Linked DNA regions of Mus musculus: regions 1, 3, 4, 5, 6 and 7 are each linked to region 2. Evidence: chromatin contacts called from public Hi-C, HiCAR-type and promoter capture Hi-C data. All regions are on one chromosome and are shown on one strand. The core of a region is the stretch at or near the end of the contact, and the rest is flanking DNA. Distances in the headings are between cores, read along the strand shown. Region 1 holds the start of Zfp574 (zinc finger protein 574). Region 2 holds the start of Zfp60 (zinc finger protein 60). Region 3 holds the start of Syne4 (spectrin repeat containing, nuclear envelope family member 4). Region 4 holds the start of Clip3 (CAP-GLY domain containing linker protein 3). Region 5 holds the start of Rabac1 (Rab acceptor 1 (prenylated)). Region 6 holds the start of 4930479H17Rik (a long non-coding RNA gene). Region 7 holds the start of Zfp526 (zinc finger protein 526).

Evidence for each region. Promoter capture Hi-C pulls out the DNA fragments that hold promoters and counts their contacts. A called contact is a pair of places that touch in the nucleus more often than the background predicts. HiCAR-type assays count read pairs that join an accessible place to other places.
Region 1: a contact with region 2 is called in a Hi-C map of B cells, with 8 read pairs. The contact joins the promoter of Zfp574 here to the promoter of Zfp60 in region 2.
Region 3: a contact with region 2 is called in a promoter capture Hi-C map of hippocampal neurons, with 3 times the contacts expected there. The contact joins the promoter of Syne4 here to the promoter of Zfp60 in region 2. A contact is called at or near these places in 2 of 39 promoter capture datasets (cranial neural crest and hippocampal neurons).
Region 4: a promoter capture Hi-C map of liver shows a contact between it and region 2, with 4 times the contacts expected there. The contact joins the promoter of Clip3 here to the promoter of Zfp60 in region 2. A contact is called at or near these places in 2 of 39 promoter capture datasets (hippocampal neurons and liver).
Region 5: a promoter capture Hi-C map of pre-B cells shows a contact between it and region 2, with 4 times the contacts expected there. The contact joins the promoter of Rabac1 here to the promoter of Zfp60 in region 2. A contact is called at or near these places in 5 of 39 promoter capture datasets (cranial neural crest, frontonasal cranial neural crest, liver and 2 more).
Region 6: a contact with region 2 is called in a HiCAR-type map of astrocytes, with 3 times the contacts expected there. The contact joins the promoter of 4930479H17Rik here to the promoter of Zfp60 in region 2. A contact is called at or near these places in 1 of 39 promoter capture datasets (liver), 1 of 115 datasets of contacts at active chromatin or transcription factors (astrocytes) and 2 of 9 other capture datasets (adipose tissue and liver).
Region 7: a contact with region 2 is called in a promoter capture Hi-C map of liver, with 2.0 times the contacts expected there. The contact joins the promoter of Zfp526 here to the promoter of Zfp60 in region 2. A contact is called at or near these places in 2 of 39 promoter capture datasets (cranial neural crest and liver).

What each region holds. Positions count from the first base shown.
Region 1 is chr7:25,074,920-25,078,342 of GRCm38.p6, reverse strand. Zfp574 (zinc finger protein 574) reads right to left here and starts at 1,536. Exons shown (of 2, transcript NM_175477.5): 1 at 861-1,536. It also overlaps a transcript of Grik5 not described here.
Region 2 is chr7:27,729,962-27,733,025 of GRCm38.p6, reverse strand. It overlaps Zfp60 (zinc finger protein 60), which reads right to left and starts at 1,617. Exons shown (of 5, transcript NM_029531.2): 1 at 1,556-1,617.
Region 3 is chr7:30,313,144-30,316,390 of GRCm38.p6, reverse strand. Syne4 (spectrin repeat containing, nuclear envelope family member 4) reads right to left here and starts at 1,575. Exons shown (of 8, transcript NM_153577.2): 1 at 1,305-1,575; 2 at 991-1,129; 3 at 18-161. The coding sequence starts at 1,432. Alkbh6 (alkB homolog 6) reads right to left here. Exons shown (of 7, transcript NM_198027.3): 7 at 2,088-2,472. The coding sequence ends at 2,209.
Region 4 is chr7:30,290,125-30,293,514 of GRCm38.p6, reverse strand. Clip3 (CAP-GLY domain containing linker protein 3) reads right to left here and starts at 1,820. Exons shown (of 14, transcript NM_001360763.1): 1 at 1,673-1,820; 2 at 1,149-1,360. The coding sequence starts at 1,314. Thap8 (THAP domain containing 8) reads right to left here. Exons shown (of 3, transcript NR_144498.1): 3 at 3,278-3,390.
Region 5 is chr7:24,971,239-24,974,737 of GRCm38.p6, reverse strand. Rabac1 (Rab acceptor 1 (prenylated)) reads left to right here and starts at 2,010. Exons shown (of 5, transcript NM_010261.2): 1 at 2,010-2,211; 2 at 2,424-2,636; 3 at 2,880-2,977. The coding sequence starts at 2,156.
Region 6 is chr7:30,352,478-30,355,660 of GRCm38.p6, reverse strand. It overlaps 4930479H17Rik (a long non-coding RNA gene), which reads left to right and starts at 1,715. Exons shown (of 3, transcript XR_881936.2): 1 at 1,715-2,410. Lrfn3 (leucine rich repeat and fibronectin type III domain containing 3) reads left to right here. Exons shown (of 3, transcript NM_175478.2): 3 at 1-147. The coding sequence ends at 23.
Region 7 is chr7:25,219,733-25,222,783 of GRCm38.p6, reverse strand. It overlaps Zfp526 (zinc finger protein 526), which reads right to left and starts at 1,359. Exons shown (of 3, transcript NM_175436.5): 1 at 1,280-1,359. It overlaps Dedd2 (death effector domain-containing DNA binding protein 2), which reads left to right and starts at 2,925. Exons shown (of 5, transcript NM_207677.3): 1 at 2,925-3,020.

The DNA.
Region 1 (3,423 bases), core at 287-2,786, 2.7 Mb after region 2:
GACTGAATTTCTCCTTTTTTGTAATCTTGGCCAGGAATAGCTGGCCCATCCTTCACAATTGCTTAACCTTTCACCTATCTCACTCAGGGTTTCCAATGTCTGTCACTTAGAAACTCCATCTGTACTCAAACCCTGCAAAAAGAGGTCCTCTTCATACTTAAACCTTCTCACCAGCAAACAACTATGGGGATACCCAAATCCCCCAGAGTTATCAATATGGTACATCCCCAAAATTCCTAGACTGCTCTCTGTAGCACACATCTCTGTCTCTCCAACTACACCCAAGATTGCTCGAATATTCCCTTTGGCCTACTTACCTGTATCTAAAACAAAACAATCCCTCCCCTCTAGCTCAACCTATTGAAACCCGTAAGAATAAATAAAGACCTCTGTCAATACTTTCCAAGCCCCACTTTCATGCGTTTATCGGTCTTCCTTGTCAGCATTACTCCGTTTTCCACACCTGATCCCTCCCTTCGCTCTAAAGATACCTCAAAAACCTCTTCTCTGCCTCAGCTCTTTCCAGGCAGAAATCGATTTTCCTCCCTGCGTTAATTACCTCCTTTCTCGGGCCAGCTCCCCACCCCGGCATCCATGAGTCCTCTAACCGTCCCCTTTCGATTCTGATCCCCATCCCAGCGCACCCACCCGTGGCCCCGATACCCCATGCAACCAGAGAGCCCTCCGGCGAGGCAGCTCTGGGACCTCCCCTTCCCGCCAAGGTCGGCCCCCGGCCTGCAGCCCGAGCCCTGCCCCTCCTCACTCAGCCCCGCACTCAACTCCAGTCCCCCATCCCACCCGCCGTCCCGGCACAGCCCCCGCCCGGCCCGCGCGCCCAACGGCCGCTCCGCTCTCCGCACCCGGGACGCGATCCTTCAGGCCTTCATCGTGCAGGCCGAATGACGCAGGCAAGCCGCCGGGTGGGGCCGGACCTCTGCGCTCCGGCGGGGACTCACCCGCCTCGGCCGTCTCGCCGGCCCCAGGCCGGGCTACGGGCTTCAGGTCCCTTTGCACCGCCACTCTAGCGCCGCGTCCTCTCTAGCGCCCGTCGTCTCGCCTGCTCCGCAGCCTCGCTCTCACCCCAGGCCGCCCTCAACAACGCTCCTCCCACCTTCCGCCTGGGCCGCTGCGAAGAACTGCACAATTCGCCCAATCATCGGCTGTCTGCCCCTGTCATTAGACCAATCGATGCTCAGGTTTCCTGAAGCCTCGACCAATAGAGCGGAGGGGTGGGATCGCGCAGCGCCCAGCCAATCCTTTAGCAATGTTCCCTCGCTGGTCGGCCTCCAGGTGGATACTACCCGCCTCTTTAATCCTCCCTGGAGGTTCTTCCTCTTCCACCTCTTCTCGGATTCCGCCTTTGATAGCTCGAAAGGGGAGCGCTGAGCGGAGAGGGCGCGATGACGTCGGGAGGCGGGACGAAGCTGGAGGCGCCATCTTGGGGGCGCCTGACAAGCTAGGCGTAGGGGATTCGGGCAGTGTAGGCTGTAGAGACACGCAAAGCCCTGGAGGCCGGCGGGTTACAGTCAAGGATCCCTGAGGGCCAGTGGCAAAAAAAAAAAAAAAAAAAAAAAGAGACACCACTCGGCGTGAATGGGAGAGGAAACCAAGCAGCAGCAGTCACACAGGGCAAAAGGAACAAAACAAGGCTTAAGACTTTTTTTTCCTATTAAGAGGATGAACGGGGAAATCGAGGAAGAGTAGAATGGAAACAAGATGTCAGGAGAGGGAGTTTAGAGGAAGAGGTACGTGACAGGAAGTGAGAAATGGAAGGAGAAAGGAAAAGCCCCGTTAGTAAGGTCCCTTGGAAGAAGCTGAGGGTGTGGGGTGGAAGACCTGAAGAAGGAAGTTTATGGGATTTGTAGTGGATCGAGTCAGTTGTTCTTGTTTTTGTTTGAGGCATGGTCTGGCTTTGTGAACAGGCTGGCCTCACAGAGATCCGCCTGACTCGGCCTCTCCTGTTTTGAGCATTAAAGGTATCTTTCCAGGTGACTGCCCTTCCACACAGTTACAGTTAAGGACCCCTAGGCATGGGAAGAATTTCCTGGGAAAACATGAAGTTCCAGGCCAGCCAGGGAGATGGTTCAGCGCGTAAAGCCACATGCTAAGCCTGATCTGGAGTTTTGATTCTGGGATCCACAGGGTGAAAGGAGAGAACTGACTCTTGTAAGTTGTTCTCTGACTTCTGCATATACCAGAGTGTGCATACATGAACATACACACACACACCTGAATGTAATATGGTAGCGAGTGACTGAAGAGATCCAGTATCCATATTTGGACTCCACACAAGTACACCACAGTTTTCAGGAAGCTCCCTCTTGAAGCCAAGGTTAAGGGAGTTATCAGAGGTGCATCTGGTTGGTCAAACTGTCCCCCGTTTCCCCAACTGAAGCTCAGAAAAACTAGGAGGGGTTTGAACACAGAACCACAGGTAGGTCTGAGTCTCCAGTTGTCACCATGTGTGTGCCCTCCTTTGGATGTCTAGCTGGATGTCTTCTTACTGGACTCCCTAGCAAGTATACCTACATGTTCTAACTAGGCTGCTTATCCTGGCCCTGGTACTTCTTAGCTGTGACTTTGGGCAAAACAACTCCACTCTGTCTCAGGTTTAGTTTTTTTTGTTGTTGTTGTTGTTGTTTTGGTTTTTTTTAGTTCTTCGAGACAGGGTTTCTCTGTATAGCTCTGGCTGTCCTGGAATTCACTTTGTAAAACAGGCTGGCCTTGAACTCAGAAATCCACCTGCCTCTGCCTCCCGAGTGCTGGGATTAAAGGTGTGCGCCACCATACCCGGCTTTTGTTTTTGTTTTTATCTCTGAAAAGGGATGCTAGTCTTTGTCCCGGGTTTTCGAGACACTAAGTAAATACTGCTATATAGAAATTAATTTTTGTTGGGCAGTGGTGGCACACACCTTTCCAGCACTTGGCAGAAGCAGGTGGATTTCTGAGTTAAAGGCCAGCCTGGTCTACAGAGTGAGTTCCAGGACAGCCAGGGCTACACAGAGAAACCCTGTCTGACACCCCCCCCCCAAAAAAGAAAATAATTGTTGAGACAGCATCTCTATGTAACCCTGAAACTCGTATGTAGTCCAGGCTGGTCTCAAGAGATCCCCCTGCTTCTGTCTGCCTGCTGGGATTAATGGCATGCATCACTACACATGGCTCGAGGACTTACTTTTAGTATCTGATTAGTATCTTGAGGTGCCTAGTGGTAACTGACATCCAAGTGTGTTAGGTGACAATGGAAATTCTGCCCAGTGCTTTTCATTCATTATTTAATTCTACCAGTCCTCTCAGAGACAGTTACCATGAGGTGCTAAGAAACAGGCCGGGAGAAGTCATGTGTCCAGGTTCCCACGGGGAGAGAAGAAAGCCATCATTCCACCCCAAGAGATGGTTCCCTAGGTCTATACTCAGTTCCCC
Region 2 (3,064 bases), core at 368-2,867:
CGCAGATCCATAAGGGAGAGAGATGGGAGGATGATGATCAAGGGCTACAGAATTCCAGCTACCGGACAGAAGCTCAGAGATGTGTCATGAAACATGGACTTCGATGGATGGTTTTGAAAAGACAGAGAGGGTGGACATTAAGTGTACTCACTCCAAAAATGTGAGTTAGATTAAGTCATCCCAAAGGACATAAATACGGTACAGATTTACACAATACAAACAGTTCGTCGCAACATTTGGAAAAACACTCTGCTCTATGGTATATTCACCTTCCTTGTTTTTGAAATAGGTTCTCACTGTGTAGGCCAGCTGGCCTGAAACGTGTTATGGGGATCAAGCTGCTACAGAATTCACATTGCCCTTCCTGCTTCTTTCTGCCTCGTTGTACCCCACAAAGCCTAGCTTTTCTGTTTGAGTGGCTTTCTTAAACATCCACCAGCAATCGCATTGTTTCTCACACTCCCTTGTCCTGCAGAACACTGAGTGGAATGAACCCAAGATGGCCTCACAGAGCAACAACTAAAGCACACCAGGCCCTTAGGATATGGCGGCACTGCACTAACAGGCTTCACCACAGGCATCCTAAGGTTCCTGACAGGCCTGGAGAGCCTGAGGGGACAGAACCAAGACTCCAACCCAGATGGAGGGGAGGGGAGGGGAGGGGGAGAGAGCCTACCACTTTCCCAATCTCAAAATCTACTAGAAAACAAAAACCTCCACTCTTCCGCTGCTTTGAAATGAAGACCTGTAAGAAGATCTAAGGCCATCTGACGTGTGACACCATCCAAATAGAAATCGATTTAGCACATCGGAGTTTGAAAGCCCTTTTGTTAACCTCTGTCGGTTCCTATCTATAACATGGTCGGTGAGGTGGGGGGAGTGATTGTAGACAGAAGATGTCAAGGGTCATTGAAACGATAATGTGAATACTAACTGGAAAGGGGAGGGACAATGTAAGGGACACAATGATGGCGGTATCAATTTACACGTTCCTTCTTCATTTACTGACAATTCCATATTCTAAACATAAAACCCTCATTTCTCGCACAGAGAGAAAGCGCAAACTCGCCCTTGAGCCTTCGGTGGGTAGCAACAACGATCTCACGCTCCTCCAGCCCTCCTTTTGAATAATGGCCTGCGCAGGGAGCCTGAGTAAGCCTAGATTACATCTGAGTAAGCCTAGATTACATTTGAGAGCATCCCCAGTGAGCATTTCCCCTCTCTTCCCTCGACACTCACACGGCTAGAGCTCTGAGAAAAGGCCAGTAGGCCACCCTCGGAGGCACTTTCGGCCTCAAATGCTCGTCACAAAGCTCAATCTGAACCACAGGGAAAGCTTCCCTTCAGACTCCGCCCCTCACCTCTCCTCAGTGAAGCTTGGTCCTCTGCTGGTGGCCGCGAGAGAAAGCGACAAGCACGGTGATAATGCAAATAGCTCAAGGTGCGTACGCAGAGACGCGCGCGCGCACACACAGCACCGTCCCTAAACACTCACACACGCATCAACATCCATCCACCCCACCGTCCACACCCACACCCGGACTCCCGGCCTTACTCTGCAGAGACCGAAGACACAAAGCAATTCCCTACTCAGACCAGAAAGACCCGACCGTCCGCTATAGCGCCGCCAGGGCACCGGAAGTTGCTTTACTTCCGCCGCGGTAGCCCCTGGGAAATGTAGTGCCGAGTGCTCAACTCGATGAAGCCTAGCGGTCTGTAGTTCAGAGAGATCACTGCACACAACTTAGGCCAGGCCATCTGAGAGCTATGCCAGTGGTTTGTGGGAGACGTCGTGTTCTGTCTCCCAGACCCCCCACCCCACCCCCGGACAGAATAGGAAGCGTGATCAAATCCGGATATAACTGGCGTGGTTACACTTTGCACCAAGAGGGATTCCACCTGCTGTGCTCTAGTAGGGACTATGGTAGATTGGAAGACACTGAACTAAAGAATTGGTTGGTTTTAAACGTGGTAGTTTATATCAGCGATTTCAGACAGCCAGATGTTCAGAGAGTCAGTGTCCCTGTTATCTAGATAGGAAAACGTGAGTGAGGACTAGTTGGATAAATATCAACAGAACTGCGCCCATTTTGAAAGGTGAATGACTAGCATGTGGAAGTATCTAAACAACCACCGACGTATGTAAACAACCACCGACGTATGCCTTGTTTATGTAGGGAAAACGTACTTAGTGTAACATGACATTGAAAGATCCTGACAGAATGTAAAAGGTCACACAAGCCCTGAAATTGGCAAGATAGATGTCACTGTTAGCAGAACTAGCTTCACTGATTTAGAAAAATAGAGGTGCACAATGCTCTGGCCACTCCTTGAACCCGTGTGTCTGCCAATGTTTTGACCGTTCCTTGAACCCATGTGTGTGCCCACTGATGAAGCCCATTGCCAGGTGTTTGTGATATTGGTTGCTGAAAAAGAGTCAGAAAATCTCCCCAGCAACAACAGCCCGGCCAATCTAGAGTTCCTACACCTGCACCAGACTCTTCCCTTGGACCCCTCCCATACCCATTTCTTGAGAATAAACATTGTTTAGATCTGGAAATCCCCTACTTCCCCCTTCTCCTTCCCCCCCTGAGGGCCTATAAAAACTGGGACCTCTTTCCCCTTGGGGTCGACTCCTCTACCCCTGCGTGGGATATGAGTCGTCCCCAGAGCTCTGGCTTTCCCCGAATAAAGCCTCATGTGGTTTGCATCAAGCTTGGTCTCTTGTGAGTTCTTGGGTGTCCGCTATTGTCCTGAGGCCTGAGCAAGGGGCTCCTCTCGGAGTCTTTCAACATGAGCTTTCAAAACCACATTTATTTATTATTTATATTTACACATATTTTTCCAGAACATGAGAGAAAACTAGTGTCAAGGTTAATGATAATCCTATTAGGACCACTAAACATATTAGACGCTTTGTAAATGATCTAAACGCCTACAGTATAGACAGATTAGATTTGAAATAAGTCAGTCTCAACCAGATGTTAACTACAGAAAATACGTTGATAAATACTCTAGCTGATTAAAAGTGACCATCCTCAGGCGGGCAGTGGTGGCACATGCC
Region 3 (3,247 bases), core at 326-2,825, 2.6 Mb before region 2:
GGCCTCCCACTGCCTACCTGCATCTGGACAATCCTGTTGTGGGCCAGCGTCCAAGACCCAAGGCCTCGTTCCAGGTCCTGCAGCCGGAAGTTCAACCTCAACAGACAAAGATGTAGACTGTCCTGTTCAGCTTCTAGTACTTCCAAACCAGAGTCAGAGTGCTGGAGATTCCAGGGGACCAAAATCAGGGCCAATGGGCCAAGACACTACCCCTACTCCCAAGCAGGCTGCTGCCTTGTGGATGTTTCTCTGAAGCCACACCCATTCGAGAACCAACATTTGGGCTGCTCCCACTTGGCAGCCCTTTACACCAAGGCTGAAGACATCTAATTTAAGATTTCCAGGTTCCCGAGCCTTCTAGAAAGGTCTTTATATGGGTCTAAACTAGGAAGGATAATGGAGCAGAGTACCCCCAAAAGGAATGGGGTTATTAATAAAATTCTCATTTCCTACTTGGTAAAACGTGGAAATATGTCCAGCTTGGAGATGATAAAATGTAACTCCAGTTCTCTGAGGCAAGAGAACTGAAAGTTCAAGGGCAGCCTGAGCTACACAGTGAAAGCATATCTCAAATAAGGAGGTCGGGGGAACCGGGGAGATGGCTCAGTTGATAAAATGTTTGCTGTACAAGCAAGTGCTCAAAGAACCAAGCATGTGGCACCGGCTGGTCAGTGACTGGAGGCAGATTCGTGGCGCTCACTCACCAGCCACCCTAGCCAGGTTCAATGGGAGACTCTGTCACATAGTGGAAAGTGACTGAGAGACACTGGCACCGGCACGCATGATGTGCCTGTATCCCTGCTCACACTTAGGCACACAGAGTAAATACACAAAACGATTAAAAATAAGTGAAATACTGATTGGCAACCAGATGTCCTTACGGTGTCCCTTCCTCCACAGCACCCCCCAGAATCATATCATCTGAGCAAGGGGCAGATTCCGGGGGACAGACAGGAAGTGGGACTGGAACAGAGGGTGTGCTCAGCTCACCTCACAGGGCTTGCCCCCGTCTTGATGCTCATGGGAAGAGGCCAGGGGGAGTCTTGAGGGGCTGGTGGCAGACTCAGTGCTCTTCAGTTCACCCATGCAATGCTCAGGCAGGCCCAAGGAGGCCTGGACCTGCTCTGGCCTAGAGAGGAGAAAGGTTGATGGGCCACCTGTGAGGCACAGTGTCTCCTTTTCCACCTCACCATATGCCCACTTTTCTCCATGTCCTTCTTCAGTCAGTCACACATGGCCCTTCCCACAGACCCCTCCCTCCCTCCCTCCCTCCTTCGGAACCACTATCAAGCCCCAGTCCCCACCTGCTTGTCTCTTCCTCAGGTGCAGGGCAGATGGTCCCTCCGACAACATCCAGCTCTCTAGGAGCTGCCAGGGGACAATTCACAGGCTCTGGCGGGAATTCACGGCCAAGAGGTGGAACCAGGGCCATGGCCGTGCACTTGGGGATCGTCAGGTGAGGATGTCCAGTAACAGCAGCCGCTTTCTTAGACAGTCCAGACCCCCATGCTTTCTCAGCAGGACTCACAGCCTAAGTCCGAGGCTACTGAGGGGCCCAGGGGCCAGCCTAGCTCCACCCCTTCCTGGAAGAACCTGGACTAGAGAAATCTGATGCCTGGCTGAGGTGCGGAGGCATTTAACTCCTTCCTCCCCAGCAGGAGAACCTAAACCTTCCAATACCACCCGCTCGCCATCGTGGGGCTTTGAGAGAAAACGTCACCCATCTCAAGACCTTGGATCCTGTCACCTTCAGGGACACCTGTGTCTCAGGGCCCGTCCCATTCATTTAAAGTCTCAGGTATAAGGATACTGAAAAAAAGTCCCAGCACCTGGCAGCTAAAGCCTGTCACCTCAGGCAAGCTGGTCTCAAGTTCAAGGCCAGCCTAGGCAACTTATGGAAGCCCTATTGCAAAACTAAAAAATAATGCAATTGTTGCCTGGGTTGTAGTTTAGTGGTACAGCATTTGTCTAGCATCCAAGAAGCCCTAGGTTCTATCTCCAGTATTGAAGGGGGAGGGGGGGGCAGAGAGAAAGAAACTGAAGTATCTCTTCCCATCTAGTTAAAAAAAAAAAAATCCAAAACGAGTAAAGGTATTTTCTGTTTATTTGGAATGGTGTCTTCTCCATGGTTTCCATAGTTACTGGGGAAATAAATAACCCTGGACAGCTACCTCTGCCCTAGGGTTCCAAGGTCTTAGAACCTGGTGGTCACTTGCTCAGCAGGAGGCTGGCGCGCAGCACACGGGGCACGCGGCGAATGGTCAGTGAGACACGGGTGCCGCGCACCAGGTGGGCTCCGGGCAGCGCTGACTTGCAAGCGGTGGCATTGGGTGGCAGCGAGGTGGCGTCCAGCTCATCCACACGGGTAGCTGAGATGCCGTGGAGCAGGCGTGTGTAAGCTGTGCCCCGGAGCACCAGCAGGCTCCGTGGTTCCACCAGCAGCGAGGTGATGGGCCGTTGAGGAGGCCTGGGCTGCGGGAATCAGTTGATAATGGTAAATGGATATCCAGAGTTTGGGAGTGTGTGAAAAGTCAGCGGGCATCCGTAGCTGGTCAGGGGACAAGGGTCAGCAGGCCCTCAGGAGTGGTAATCTATAGGTTCTGGGGACAAGACTATTGGCCCGCCGTGTGTGTGTGTGTGTGTGTGTGTGTGTGTGTGTGTGTGTGTCCAGTTCTTTGGGAGGAGACAGGGCCTATGCTGCATTTTAAGACATAAAGGGCTACTACATTGTGGGAGCTTCAGCTGGCATCTGAGGGGCTGGGACAGACATGGGCAGTCCTAGGGATACTTACGCAGAGCTAATCTGGGGGTGCACTGCTGGGGTCAGGCTCTAATACAGAGGTTAAAGGGAATGGCCTATCCCGGGACTCTGGCTGTTAGGGAGGCTTTACTCAGGAATGGTATTACAGCAAGCCTGCCTGGGTAGAAGAGATGGAAAAGACGGAACTTTAGGGAGTGGAGCTAACATCTGGCCAGGGTGTTCGGAGAGTTGGAGGAAGACTCTATGAACACTGGGGTATCAAGAATGCATGACTTAAGAGCTAGCAGTCAGAGATAAGGGTGTCCCCAAAAGAGCCGTGTGAGGTTAAGGGGAATCTAGAGGTGATAGAGCATATGACTAGAGTTTCAGGACGCTGGTATTAAGGTGCCCTGTACAGTCTAGGAGGACACAGGGGCACACATGAGTGAATGACACAGTGGGATATCTTGAGGATGTCAAGAATATGCATTGGAGCCAGGCACGGGG
Region 4 (3,390 bases), core at 571-3,070, 2.6 Mb before region 2:
CTGCATTCCTGCCCCCGGGCCTTTGCACACACTCTTCTACATTTCTGCCCCCGGGCCTTTGCACACACTCTTCTGCATTCCTGCCCCCGGGCCTTTGCACACACTCTTCTGCATTTCTGCCCCAGCCTTTGCACACACTCTTCTGCATTCCTGCCCCAGGCCTTTGCACACACTCTTCTGCATTCCTGCCCCCGGGCCTTTGCACACACTCTTCTGCATTTCTGCCCCAGCCTTTGCACACACTCTTCTGCATTCCTGCCCCAGGCCTTTGCACACACTCTTCTGCATTCCTGCCCCCGGGCCTTTGCACACACTCTTCTCCAACTGGAGCTATTGGTCCAAGCTGCTTACAGCTGCTTCCTCCTGGTGCTTCTGGCCTCAGTCTGCAATGCACCTAATCAGAAAGAGCCAGCAACTACCCGCGTCTTCTGCTGGATGTCTCGCCTTTTGATACTTTGACAGCACACACTCCACTGTGCACAGTGAAGGTAGTATGTCCCTTCACTTGTTGGGTCTCTCTGAGAGCAAGGCTGATGCCTGAATCCTCCGTCCTCCACGAATGAAGACACTTCGTTTCCCCAGTTCCTCTCAGCTCCTCCCTCACACCCCTCCACCCCAGACCCTTGACTCCTGTGTTTAATTCTCCTGCAGCCTCCTCCTCCCTGCTCCGACCTGGGTTTTCCCCACATGCTACCTCTTAAGGGGAACCCTGTCTTTAAAAGCTCTTGCAGCATTCTGTGCTTGATAAAATCAATCTCATTGTCTCCTGTAATCTCATATTTAGCCTCATTTGTGGGACTGCGATTGGGGAGTTCTCTTGGCAAAGTCTTAGGAAAATCTTGCTCTGTGCTGTAGCTCCAGTTCCTAGCATAAAGTTAGGCTCGCAGTAGCTTCCAGACAGTGTTTGTTGAATGACTAAACGACTGAATTGATATGTCATGAATGGAGGACTAGAATTTTTCCAACCCCCATTCTCTAACAGATGATAGTGTAATTAACGAAGGAGAGCAGTCTAAAGGGCTCATCAACTAAGACTCCAGTGGACCACCTTCAGCATGCCCCCATCATCACCATCAACACAGCTCAGCCAAGCCACCCACCATCACCTAAAGCTCCAGACTAGATTCTAGGGTGGGGACAGTGGTTACCGTAGTCTTTGGGGAGCGGAGCAGGTGCTGAGGGGTGCACAACTGGCTTCTGCCGGCGCTCCTGGGTGGGGCTGGGGGCTTCTGGAACTGGTTCGTCTTCTTCCTCCTCCTCTTCCTCCTCCCCTCGGGGCGGAGGGGCCATTGGGGCAGGATCCGTCTTAGTCATGGTCCTCTGTAGCCCTTGGGGGCCTGTGCAAAGTTGGGGGGGTGGCCTGGAGGCAAACCCTTAAGATATAGGTCAGCATGAGAGGGCTCCCCACAGCGCGGGGGTCCAAGCCCCTTCAAGAGCCACGGGCGGCCCCCTAGTCCCCAGCTCTGGATTTGGGCAACCAAAGGGATCCCCGTTACTCGTTAGAAGGCCCAGGGATATGGGCCCCAATGCCTGCCACTTCTCTCAGGCCCAGCCTCCCATTCTTCTCTTCGGGTGCCAGGCCCCTGGGTCTCGGCCGCCCCCTCCCGGGGTTTGTTTATCTAGGGATGCAGGATGCTTCGCCCCTCCCCTTCTCCCCAGCCTCCCATCTTACCTCAGATGGCGCCGATTGGAGAGCAAGGCTGGGACTGAAGAGAGTTCAGGAGTATCGGGGTGTCAGTGTCGGGGGACGAGATGGGGGACGAGAGGGAGACAGAGAGAAGGGGACGAGGCCCAGACGCTGGCGGGGGATGGGGATGGAGAAGGAGGGGCGCTGGCGGAGCATGCGCAGTGACAAGACGCGGGGGAGGAGAAGCTGGGAGACAGAGCGCTGAGGCAGACGCTGGAGGCCACGGGAAGGGGCTAGACACTCGGGATCTCCAGAGGAATGGGAGATAGTCCCCTGGAAGGATGTGACAAACATAGAGTTGGAACAGGATGAGGTAGACAGAAGGACTAAAAAGACATGGGTGGGAACGGGTGTTTTCCTCCACTTAGCAAACCAGGTCGTGTTTAGCAGTGGTGAGTCTGGTACTGTGTCAGCCCTTTGTAAACTTCAGTCCTACTCCTTCTATGCTCATCCCACGTCCCACGTAAAGGGAGGGCCACATTTTTCTCTTCACTCTTACCCTCATCACCCAGGACAGAAAGGTTAGCCACCTGCTCAAGGATGGTGGTACTTGAACCAAGCTTTGTGGTTGCGGTAGTGTAGAGAGGTGACCAACGGTCTCTGGGTGCCATCTCTAAAAATATGTATCACTTCTAGCTCAGGGCCACCTCAGCCTCACACCTGCCTGGCCTTATCTATTACACCACAAATCACCGTGGCTTCGGCCTTCCACCTCTTCCTTCTAATGGGCAGACTGGGAATTTCCTCTTCGAGATAGTTCCAGAATTTTATCCTGCCTCTCCCTGCCTGGACCAGCCTCAGCCTCCTCTATTCTCTCTGTCCTCAGCCTGGCTGAACTGGTGCCGTAATAACAAGCTCTGCCTCTGGACCTTGCTGGACTCAGACACATTTGCTTGCCTGACACCAACCCCAGCAATAGCCAGTGTTAGTAGGTATGGTACAGGCCTACAACCCTGGCACTTAGGAGGCTGAAGACGGAGGCCTTGGATCCAGAGCCAACCTGGGCAACATAGCAAGAACCAATTACAATCGCTTCCTCCTCCACCTCCTCTTCCTCTTCTTTCTCTTCCTCTTCCTCCTCTTCCTCCTCACACACACACTCTCCAGTGTGGTCCACCATAGCCCACCATGTCCCTACATGACCTTGCCTGTCACCTCTCCATCTTCACCTTCCCTTAGGATCCACTTAGTTCACTTCACTACATCTGTACCACATCCTCACAGTCTCTTCTGCCTAGGAACTCTTCCCACAGACACCTGGATGGTTCCCTCCCTTCCCTCTTAGTATTTTACCCATAAGTACCTTTTCAGTGACATCTTTGCTCTTTATAAAAATTGTACCCACCCCCTTAGGTGTTCTCTAGGGCAATCCAGCCGTCCTCACTGTGATGGCCCAGATGGTAGGGGCTCTGCAGAGTTGCTCTTACCCTGGCCCAAGTGCCCTCCAGACAGGCTCCCTCTCCACCCACGTGTCACAGACACACTGCTGTCAGCCCCTCTCCTTCAGTCTTGATTGGCTCGGAGTGATTTGGTTTATTAGTTAACTAGTTCACCTTCTTCTCAAGCAGACATGAACTCAAAGGCAGGCATGGTTTGAGGCTGTGTCACCCCACAACAGGTGTTAGCAGGCCTGCTCATTTGTGACACGGTTGCAAATGGCCTAAGCTAGCCTTGAACTTGCTGTCATTCTCCTGCCCCTGCCT
Region 5 (3,499 bases), core at 761-3,260, 2.8 Mb after region 2:
ATAATATAAAGCTTTTAAAATAATCAAATGCTTGGGGGTGTGGCTCTGGTGCAGACTACTTGCCTACAAAAGCTCTGGGTTTGTTCTGAGCCCTGCATAAATAAGGTGACAAGATGCCTGTGATCCTTTCGTTGTTATTGTTTGTTTGTTTGTTTCTTTTTAAGACAAGGTTTCACTGTGTAGCCTTAGCTGTCCTGAAGCTCACTTTGTAGACCACACTGGTCGTGAACTCACAGAGATCCAACTGCTTCTGCCTCCTGAGTACTGGGATTAAAGACATGTGCCACCAACCCCTGGCCACATCTGTGATCCTACAGAATTCTTGGACTAGGAACAAAAATCAGAAGTTCAAGATCATACTATCCTTGCCTACAGAGCCATGGTAGAGAAAGAAAAAATAATAAAGCTGGCCATTTTCTAGCGGTGACCACCTGTAATCCCACCAGGTGGGAGGCAGAGAGGGGAGGATCAGCCATTCAGGGTTGGAGCACTTGGGGCTCTTTGTACTGTGACCTCTGGTGATCTCAGGACAAGACGATCCTGGGAGGGAGGAGTTGCATGGGCCAAGACCTCTCCTGGGACACCCACATACTCTGCTTCAATCACCTAGCACCAGGAAGGAGCATCCGCTTTGACAGAGGGACTCAGCACAGGACAGAAGTGGGGGAGGCCCCTTGAAGTCATGCAGCCGGCATTATGATCAAGGTCTCGAGTTCCTGTTAATATCTTCTGGCTTTTTCCCAGTGCCACTTGCTCTGGGAAGCACAGGAAAGAGCTCAGAGCCAAGTCCCATCTCCCACAGCCTTCTCGGATGTCTCCTACTACCTACTGACTCAAAACCCATCTAACGTGAGCCTCCTCCCTCAGGAACCTGAAAGTACCCCCTGCCTCATCACATCTCTACCTCAGGGTCCTCGCTTCCACTGTCCCAAAGGACTCCTTTCCCAGCTTCCAGACACCTATCCTAAAAATCCCAGTATTCAAATTTCTTACATTCTTTGAATTAGTTTGCCACTTTCTGCAACAGTGTTGCCTCTGGATCCCACTGCCTTCTCCACTGCCTTCTCCCGAAGCCCCGACTCCCACCAGGGCAGCAGAGACTTGAGGGTCATGAAATAGAAAGAATTTGCTTAGTCCTCTTAAAGAAACTGAATTGGTTCCCATAGCAGTCAAACCCAGCTGACTTTTGCCGCCAAACTGGTTTCCAAGGTTCTCTGTCTTTTCCAGTACTCTGGCCTTGTGGTGTCCCTCTTTAGTCTTTAGGCTAACTGTACATTTGCAGTCCTCCACTGATCTGAAGCAATGCTGGACCCCAAGTGGGAAACCCAGACACAATTTCCTGCTGAGTGGCCCATACTGAAATCCCAACCCGGAGGAGTTCCGTTCCCAGCACCCATGATTTCTAGACAGCTCATAATTGCCTGTAACTCCAGTTCCAGGAGCTCTAAAACCCTCTTCTGGTGGCACACACGCATAAACATATAAAAGTAAATCTTTTCTTTTAAAATGCAAACATTTATTTTTAAATCATGTGTATCTGAGTGTGGGTATGTGCACATGAGTATGTCTGATTGGCTAGAGCTGGAGTTTCGGGCAGTTGTGAAGCACTGGGTGTGGATGCTGGGAACCAAGCTATGATCCTTTGAAAGAGAAACAAGTAAGCCATCTCTCCTGTCTCACTTTCAAAGTAAATACTTTTAGGAAAGAAAAAGTAAATGAACTCTTTCCCAGACTTGCCCAGTTAGAATCAGAATATCTGAGTTTTCGAACAATGTTTTATTAAGCTCTCTCGAGCCAGAACGACAGCTCTGCACGGTCCACGGAAGTACGTTTCTGCCATTCGAACTCCCACAAAATCCTCTGTCCTGACAGTCCACCTGCTGTAGTCCACGCTGAGCCTCCTGAAACTACAATTCCCACAATGCCTAGAGGCTCCCGACGAGCTCTTAGCATACATCTCCCAAGATGTCTTGCGAGGCAAACCTGCCTCTTGACGCCACGATGACTACAACACCCACAATGCTTGGAGGAACAACTACCGCCCTCTAGAGCTCCCAACGACGCCACTTCCAAAGAGTCCCGGCTGGGGTGGGGCCGCCTAGGTGCTGCTGGGCTCCGGGCTATTTACAGCGGTTCTATCCACTGCAGTGCAGACATGGCGGCCCAGAAGGACCAGCAGAAGGATGCCGAAGGGGAAGGGCTGAGCGCCACGTGAGCAAGCAGGGTGTTACCCCCAGATCCGAGATGCAGGAGTCCCTCATCTCCTCAGAGGTCCTGGGAGGGACTCAGTCCTGTTGGCTCCCTCTCAGGACCCTTCCTCCTAGGGGTTCAAGGTCATGCTTGGGACCAGGTGTGCTAGAATCTGGGGTCCAGATTCTACCCTCTCCCTCCCTTCAGCTGCTCTGCTCTGCCCTGCCCATTAGGACCCTGCTGCCCAAGCTGATTCCATCCGGCGCAGGCCGAGAGTGGCTGGAGCGGCGCCGGGCGACCATCCGGCCCTGGGGCACCTTCGTGGACCAGCAACGTTTCTCGCGACCCCGCAATGTGGGAGAGCTTTGCCAGCGCCTGGTACGCAACGTGGAGTATTATCAAAGCAACTACGTGTTCGTGTTTCTCGGCCTCATCCTGTACTGCGTGTGAGTGCCTCTGCGGCCCCGCCCTCGATAGTCAGACCCCGCCCCCGGCTGCCAGGCCCCGCCCAGACCAGTTAGCCCACTTTGTCACTACAGGACCCGGTCAGTCTGTACTCCTGCATTCACCTGACCAGGATGTGGCCTTCGCTGGCCTAGAAGGACGTAACCTCAGTCTGTGTCCAAAGCTAGAGGGGCCTGGCTGACGCAGCCTCGGATACCTAACTCCTGTCTCCCACACTCTTCCAGGGTGACATCTCCCATGCTGCTGGTGGCTCTGGCTGTCTTCTTTGGCGCCTGTTACATTCTCTATCTGCGCACGTTGCAGTCTAAGCTTGTACTCTTTGGTAAGAAATCTCCTGCCCAAATGGCTCCTCGGGCCTTTCTGATCGTGGTCTCACGGAATGCAAACTTCCGAATAGTTGGGACCCAAGACGGCCCCCACCGAGCTGTCCACTAGAGTCACTTAACTTGGTCTTTAAGGGCTTAGACCCACCAGGTGCTCCCCTCCAGTCTCAGCTTCCCAAACCCAGAGAGACCCCAAAGCCCTGGCACCTCTGTCTCTTGTAAATGACTTAATCCAATTCCACTCAACCCCCCCCCCCCCCCCCCACGGAACGCATCAGCTGCAGATACCCACACTGCACACCAGGTGGCGACCTCATGCAGGCCTAGATCCGTGTTCCTTCCCAAGTCTTGGCCCTGATGATTCTCAGAGGGGAAGGCTGAGATCTGTAAGTCCGGTGGCCCCAGACTGTCACCAGGACCACTGGAAAGAAAGGTGTCAGGGAAGACCCAATGAGGGGAATCCAAAAGTTTCCGAGGAGACTTAAAATAAGTCTTTCATAGCCCAGCAAGCTTAAGGACCA
Region 6 (3,183 bases), core at 466-2,965, 2.6 Mb before region 2:
GTCACGAACCTGCAGGACCCTAGCCAAGGGCCCACCTCTATGGTTCCTCTGGTCCCAGGGACACCCCTCGGGACCTGGCCTCAGACTCACCAAATTGCTCACGGTTTTTAAAACTCTGATGGGGAGGGTGTCGGGGGCACCGGGGCACAACAAGAAAGTCCTATTTTTCTAAGCTCGGGCTGTTCCTTTGCCCTTGTCTGTCTGTGGGGACTGAGGGGTGCTGCGGAGGGTATGGGGGCGGGGGTTGAGGAACATCCCCTGAGGAAGGCACTTCCTGTCATTCAGCTTGGGGTCTCTGCAGAGGAGTTGAGGATAGTCATCTATAGTCATCCATATAAGCACTGGACGTTCTAGGGACCGAGCTGTGCTGTGGCTTGTGCTGGGGACTCTGACCCAAGCTGCCTTGCCCTCAGTCCAGTGGGAAACATGTCTTGAGATAGCCATACTCCAGAATACAGAGTTGAGGGATGCCCAGGGGGTTGTGTGCCCCCCCCACCACCGAAGAGGAACCTGAAGTATAGTTCAGGGAAGGCTTCCTGGAAGAGGAGGGATGTAATCTAAGTAGCATATCTGAAGGAGAGCATTGGGCAAAGAGCAGAAGGGAAGGCTCCAGGTGGAGGGCATAACATGAACAAAGGCTGGGTATTACCAGGCATTGGGTTGCTGCGGTACTGGTGAGGTGGGAGGGGCCAGCATCTGAGTGAGGTGCTCATGATGGCTAGCCACGGAGGATTTCATGCCTGGGGGCCGAGTGGGGGAGGTTGTGGGTGGGTTTCTAGTGCTTCTTGAGGGAGGTGAACCAGAGGCAAGGAATCCGTGGGAAGCCAATGTAGGGGTGAGGGTGGGTCAGGACCAACTTCAACCAGGGAAACATTGGAAGAGAAGAGTGGATGACACAGCCATTCAGGAAAGTGAGCAGATGGATCACAGTGCTCAGAGACCATGAGGGAGGGGCTTATCTAGAGTGATGCTCTGGGCTCTGGCCAGGGGAAAGTCCTCCAGGCTGCCCTGGCTGAGGACGAGGGAGCAGGGGCACAGCAGAGATGCTCTGTGGTCAGGGTGGGACTCTGCAGATGAGGGACCAGGGGAGGGCGAGTGGGGAGGGGAGATGGAGACGTTGGAGCCAAGGATAGAAAGCAGGGCTTAGCAGACAGAGTATCCCACCCCTATCATCCTCACACCTCAGGAGACAGAGGCAGGAGACCAGTAGTTCAAAAGCTGACACTTCAGCATGAGACCCATCCCCCCCCCAAAAAAAACCCAAAAGAATCTGGGAGCAGTCGCAAGATTGAACCATCTACTGGGGTTTCAGTCTTTAAGGTAGAAACGGAAAGCTTTTGGCAGCTGCACATGGAGGTGAAGGTGAAAAATGTCCCAAGAGACTGGTGTGTTTGCTAGGGGAAAGGTTACAGTGGGGGGTTGGGGGGTGGAGAGTCAGTGCCACATTGAACCAATCTAGCAGATATGAGTGTGGACAGGGACTGAGCCCTGGTTCAGCGTGAGTCAGAGCACTTGGCCTCATGTCTTTCCTGAGCTGGTCCCCACTGTGTCACTGCCCGGGGCCCCCTCACACAAGTGTCCTGGAAGTTTATAGGATCAGACACTGGGCATGGAAAAGGCCAGGCCTCATTAGAGGTGCAGGAATGGGGTCAACAGCAAGAATAGCACCCCCCCCATGCAAGTAGCTTCTCTGATGGCAGCAGGGGGGGGGCGGAGCAGGGGGGGGGGACGGGGAAGGGCCTGTCAGTCACCTGAGGTAAGATGATGTTAGGATCAGGGTGAAGACAGGCTAAGAGTAAACTGGAATTCTCTCGGTTTGGTACAAAGAATGTTCTGGTGAGATGACAGAACCTATTTTTCATGGTGGAACTTGAGACCTTCAAAATGCCCACCATTAACCATGGAGATGAGGCACTCAGCTCCCCAGTCCTGCAGCATCCCGAGGTCCTTTGTCATTTTGTTACTCTCGAGTAGCTAAGATCATGTGAGGCTATCAACAAATCACAGCATAAGCCTTGGGCCATGGGAGTTAGCAAGTGGGAAGGCTGGCTCAGTGCCACCTAGGAAATACCCACTCCCACCTTAAGGGGGAGCCAGAGTGCACCGTTCATAAACCTGTTGTTAAAATTTGAACTGTGTGCTAGGTCATGGGGCAGATTCGGGTACAAGTCCTGCCCTGCCCTGCCCTGCCCTGCCCTGCCCTGCCCTGCCCTGCCCTGCCCTGCCCTGCCCTGCCCTGCCCTGCCCTGCCCTGGCAGCATTTGTGACACGCACAAATGTTAAATAGGGATGTGTAGGCAGCAGAGGTGGATTTGACTCCAGCTGAGGAGTTAAGTCCCAAGCCGAGGCTGGAGGTAATTAGCAAGCAGTGGGAACAGTGTTCAGTGGACATGGAACGGCATATGATAAGGTATGCATTGTGAGAAAAAGGGAGAGGGAGGGAAGCCAGAGGTGAGATGGAGTGAGGGAAGGGAATTGTCATAATATCAGGCAGGAAGCGGGCGATGTAAAAGCCCTGTAAATTCACCAGAGGAGGGAGGATTCCATTCTAACTGACATGAGAAACCACTGAAGGTTCCTTCTGTCTTGTTTTCTTTGAGTTGGGGTTCTCACAACATTAGCCCCAGTTTGGATTCATTGTCTAGCTCAGGTTTCCTGACCTCACTCATGACCCTTCTGCCTGGGCCTCCTGAGCCCAAGGATCACAGGCGTGCACCGTCACTCCTGGCCACTGGAGGATCCCGGGCTATGAGGATCTTCCCGGATCTCAAGGAAGCTCCCATGGCAGATTTTGTGTGTGTGGAGGGCCAAGGGGAAGCACGGGGAAACTGAGGAGGAAGACACTGCAACAGTTCTGGCAGAAGGCTGTCTTAGACCAGGCTAGACCTGAGCTGACATCAATGACAGCAGCAGGCTCCTCCTTTCCTACCCCGAAGAGGACAGTGTGAACTACTAGCAGCTGGTCCAGAAGAGAGGGAAGGAAGGTTGTAGAAAGTAGGGGAAGAGGGGGAGGCCCGGGTCTCCAATCCCAGGATCCATCCCATAGAGCTGATTTGTCTGTAGGAAGAAGTGACCTTTGGCAAGCCAAGTACAAGGCAGCCAGCAGATAGAGGCCAAAAGAGGCTGAGGCTGTTGAGGTGGATCCAGGCCCAGTACACGGGGCTAGAATGGAGATGCACACCC
Region 7 (3,051 bases), core at 110-2,609, 2.5 Mb after region 2:
GACTTTAGCTGGTAGCCCTGGCATACAGGCTGCTCATGTACTGCTCCCAGAGGGCAGGGATCTTAGCCTCTTCACCACCGAGGTGTTTCCAGTGCCAAGAAAGGTGCCCAGCACACAGTAAATACACAGACTCATTCAGTGACGAGTTAAGGCTCCCTATAGACGATGTCCTGGGACCTTAACCATCTCTGTGCACACTACATGTCTACCCATTTTATGCATTTCCATGATACATAGCCCAGTACAAGGCCCTGTTATTAGTTGATGACCAATAAACCATTTGCAGATAAATGACTTGCTAAATGCTCAGGAACCAAACTTTCCTTATCTACCAATTCCAAATACCCCATTAAGTGCGCTCTGTTTTGAAGCATCTCATCTTGTAACCCTGGCCTATCTGGAACTCACTATGTAGGGCAGACTGGCCTCAAACTCACAGAAATCTACCAGCTTCTCCCTCCCCAGTGCTGACATTGAAAGCGGGTGCCACTACACCTGCCTGGCTCCTCATTAAGTCCGAACCAGTCCATAAAGGATTTTCTTAGAAACAATCAAATGGGCTGGGGGTGGGGGAGGTTAGCATTCTGCCTTAGTTACAGCCTCACTGCCAAGACAGAACTCCCCTGGCTTGGATCAGAGCATGCTACATGGCTTGTAGCAGGTAAGGAGCGGATGCCCAAACTTTACAAAGTATGGATGAGCTCATACACAGAAAAACATGGTGCACAGGACCCAATCCTATGTGCTCTCTGAATTTCATCCAACTCAATCCTTCCAAAACTCACTTAACTTGCACACAATCCTAATAACACTGTCCTTCTAGAAAGTAGCACAGGTATCCCGAAATGGACACTTTTCCGCCTGCATTCTTTTCCCTCCCAGTCCTACACCGTGTCAGGGGGTAGGTGGAATTCAGCTAATACCTCTGTATACGGAAAGGAGATCTAAGCACCTACACCAGGGGCCTGAAAGTTCAACTTTCCCGCTACACTGCTTTTTTCCCTCCTACCAGATTCCTCTTCTCTGCAGCGTGAGAGCCCCCTGCAGGGGTGGGGTGTGCAAGCGAGCTCAAGCTGAGGCCAGCACAAGCAGGGGATCCAACGACGCCTCTAGGGCACACAGGAAGGAGCTGTCGATCATCCCGCGCTGCTCCAGCCCCAAGCGCAGGCCCCAAGGCTCTCCGACCCTGAGCGTACCCTTCCCTCTTCCTCCACTCTCTCCTTACACCCAGCGCTCTCTTCCCCGCCCGCCCTGCGGCGCCCTCACCCATCTCTCTTACCTCCAAGCAGCCCCTGCCGCTCTTGACACAGACCCTCCACTCCAGTAGTGTAGGACCCTTCACTATCCACGCCTCCCATTGGGCGGTGCTCTCAGGAGAGGCAGCCAATCAGAGCTGGTAGCGCAGGGCACGCGCCCTCGCGCCTGCGTGTTGGGAGTCAGGCGGGGCTCCGCGAGTTTCTCCACGCAGACACCAGTGCCCTGGAGGCGGTGTCCGGGACCAGGAGAGGCGCCTGCGCAGTTCTCCGGGGCCGCTCCTTTCCTGCTGTTTGAAAATTCAGCGGAGAAAAGTGTGCATCCTTATAGAGCGAGGTCGCACAAATGAACGTGGCGGTGCGAGACTTTGACAGGTGTTATCTCGTAGCAGAAGAGACTGAGCGTTTCTGACAGCGTAACTAAAAAGCCAGACACACTTGTACTTTTCCTGCGCCGCCTCAGTTTTTGCTTACGTGCAAAGTGGACTGGAATCGCATCTCCTGAAAGGTTGTTGAAGGCATTGAATTTTGTCATACACATAAAAATGTTCGGCTCGGGGCCTGATACACCGTAGTACTCACTATAGCCCACCCATCATAGAAGCTTTACCGTTTATAAATAGCTTTCCCCTTCCTCCCATTCTTTGTCTGATTCAATGATATTCACACAGAGAGCCCATACCGTGGACTCCACTGCCATCCGTTTCACAGGTGGAAAAGCTAAGGCCCAGAAAAGGGAAACAAACAGCCAGCATTGAGCCAGAGCCTCCCGCCCCTTAGGGAGACAATTCCGGGGGTGGAAACCAGTCCTAGAAGAGACCTGTCTTAGGCACGTGCTGGCCCTGACCTTGAGTCACCTAAGTGGGGGAGGAGGAGCGACCGTCACGCTCAAGGCCTCGTGTAGGGGACATGAAGACACCCTAGCCTCCACTTCTGTGACAGGATTGCTCTCATAGGTGCAGGTTAGGAGGGGCATCTGGGTGGCTCCAAGACTCAAGAGGGCTCAGAAGCGATTGTACAAAGGCTGTTCTAACCGTGGGTGTGGTGTCTATGATAGGAGGTGCTGATGGACGTCTTCGGAATGTGCTGCACACAGGGGGTGGCAAGGTCTATTGAGATTTGGGAAGAGGTATCATTCTGCTGCTTGCGACTGGAGAATTTATAAATTGGGGCTGGGGAGCTGTATGAGCAAGAATTTCCATGTAGGATCTGAGACAGCAGAGTTGAGTTGTAGGTTTCTGGTTGCCACCAGAATGGGGCATACTGTATTACAAGTCCTGATTATGAGCCTTGAGCGCTCCAGGGAGTCGGGACCCTCGTGACTGGTTTACTTTGCGCTGACAGCTGTTGGCACTGGTCATGTGGGTGTCTAGGACGTGATCAGGAGGAAGAGGTAGTCTGTGGGATGAGTAATTCCACCAGGTCGTGTCATAGGATTCAGGGGACACACACCGAGCCTGAAACCACCATCAAGAGCAAGACACAGCGAGGTTTTGCTCTTGCGCAAGCGCAGCAAGGGAGAGTCCGGACGCTTGGGTTAGGGGCGGATCTGGAGTCCTGGAAGGGGTGGAGCTTGAGGTCTGATTCTGCGCTTGCGCTGTAGGGGCGTGGCGGTCGCACCTGCGCGAGTTGGGCGAAAGAGGAGGAGCGAGGTGACGCAGGCGTAATAATAGAGAAGGTGCCAGAAAGATCCAAAACAAGTGGCTGCGGCCGTCGCCCAGAAGTCATCGGACGCTGGAATCTGGTGAGGATAAGAGAGGCCTAAAGGTGACTGGTGAAGGGTAGCTGGAACCACTTG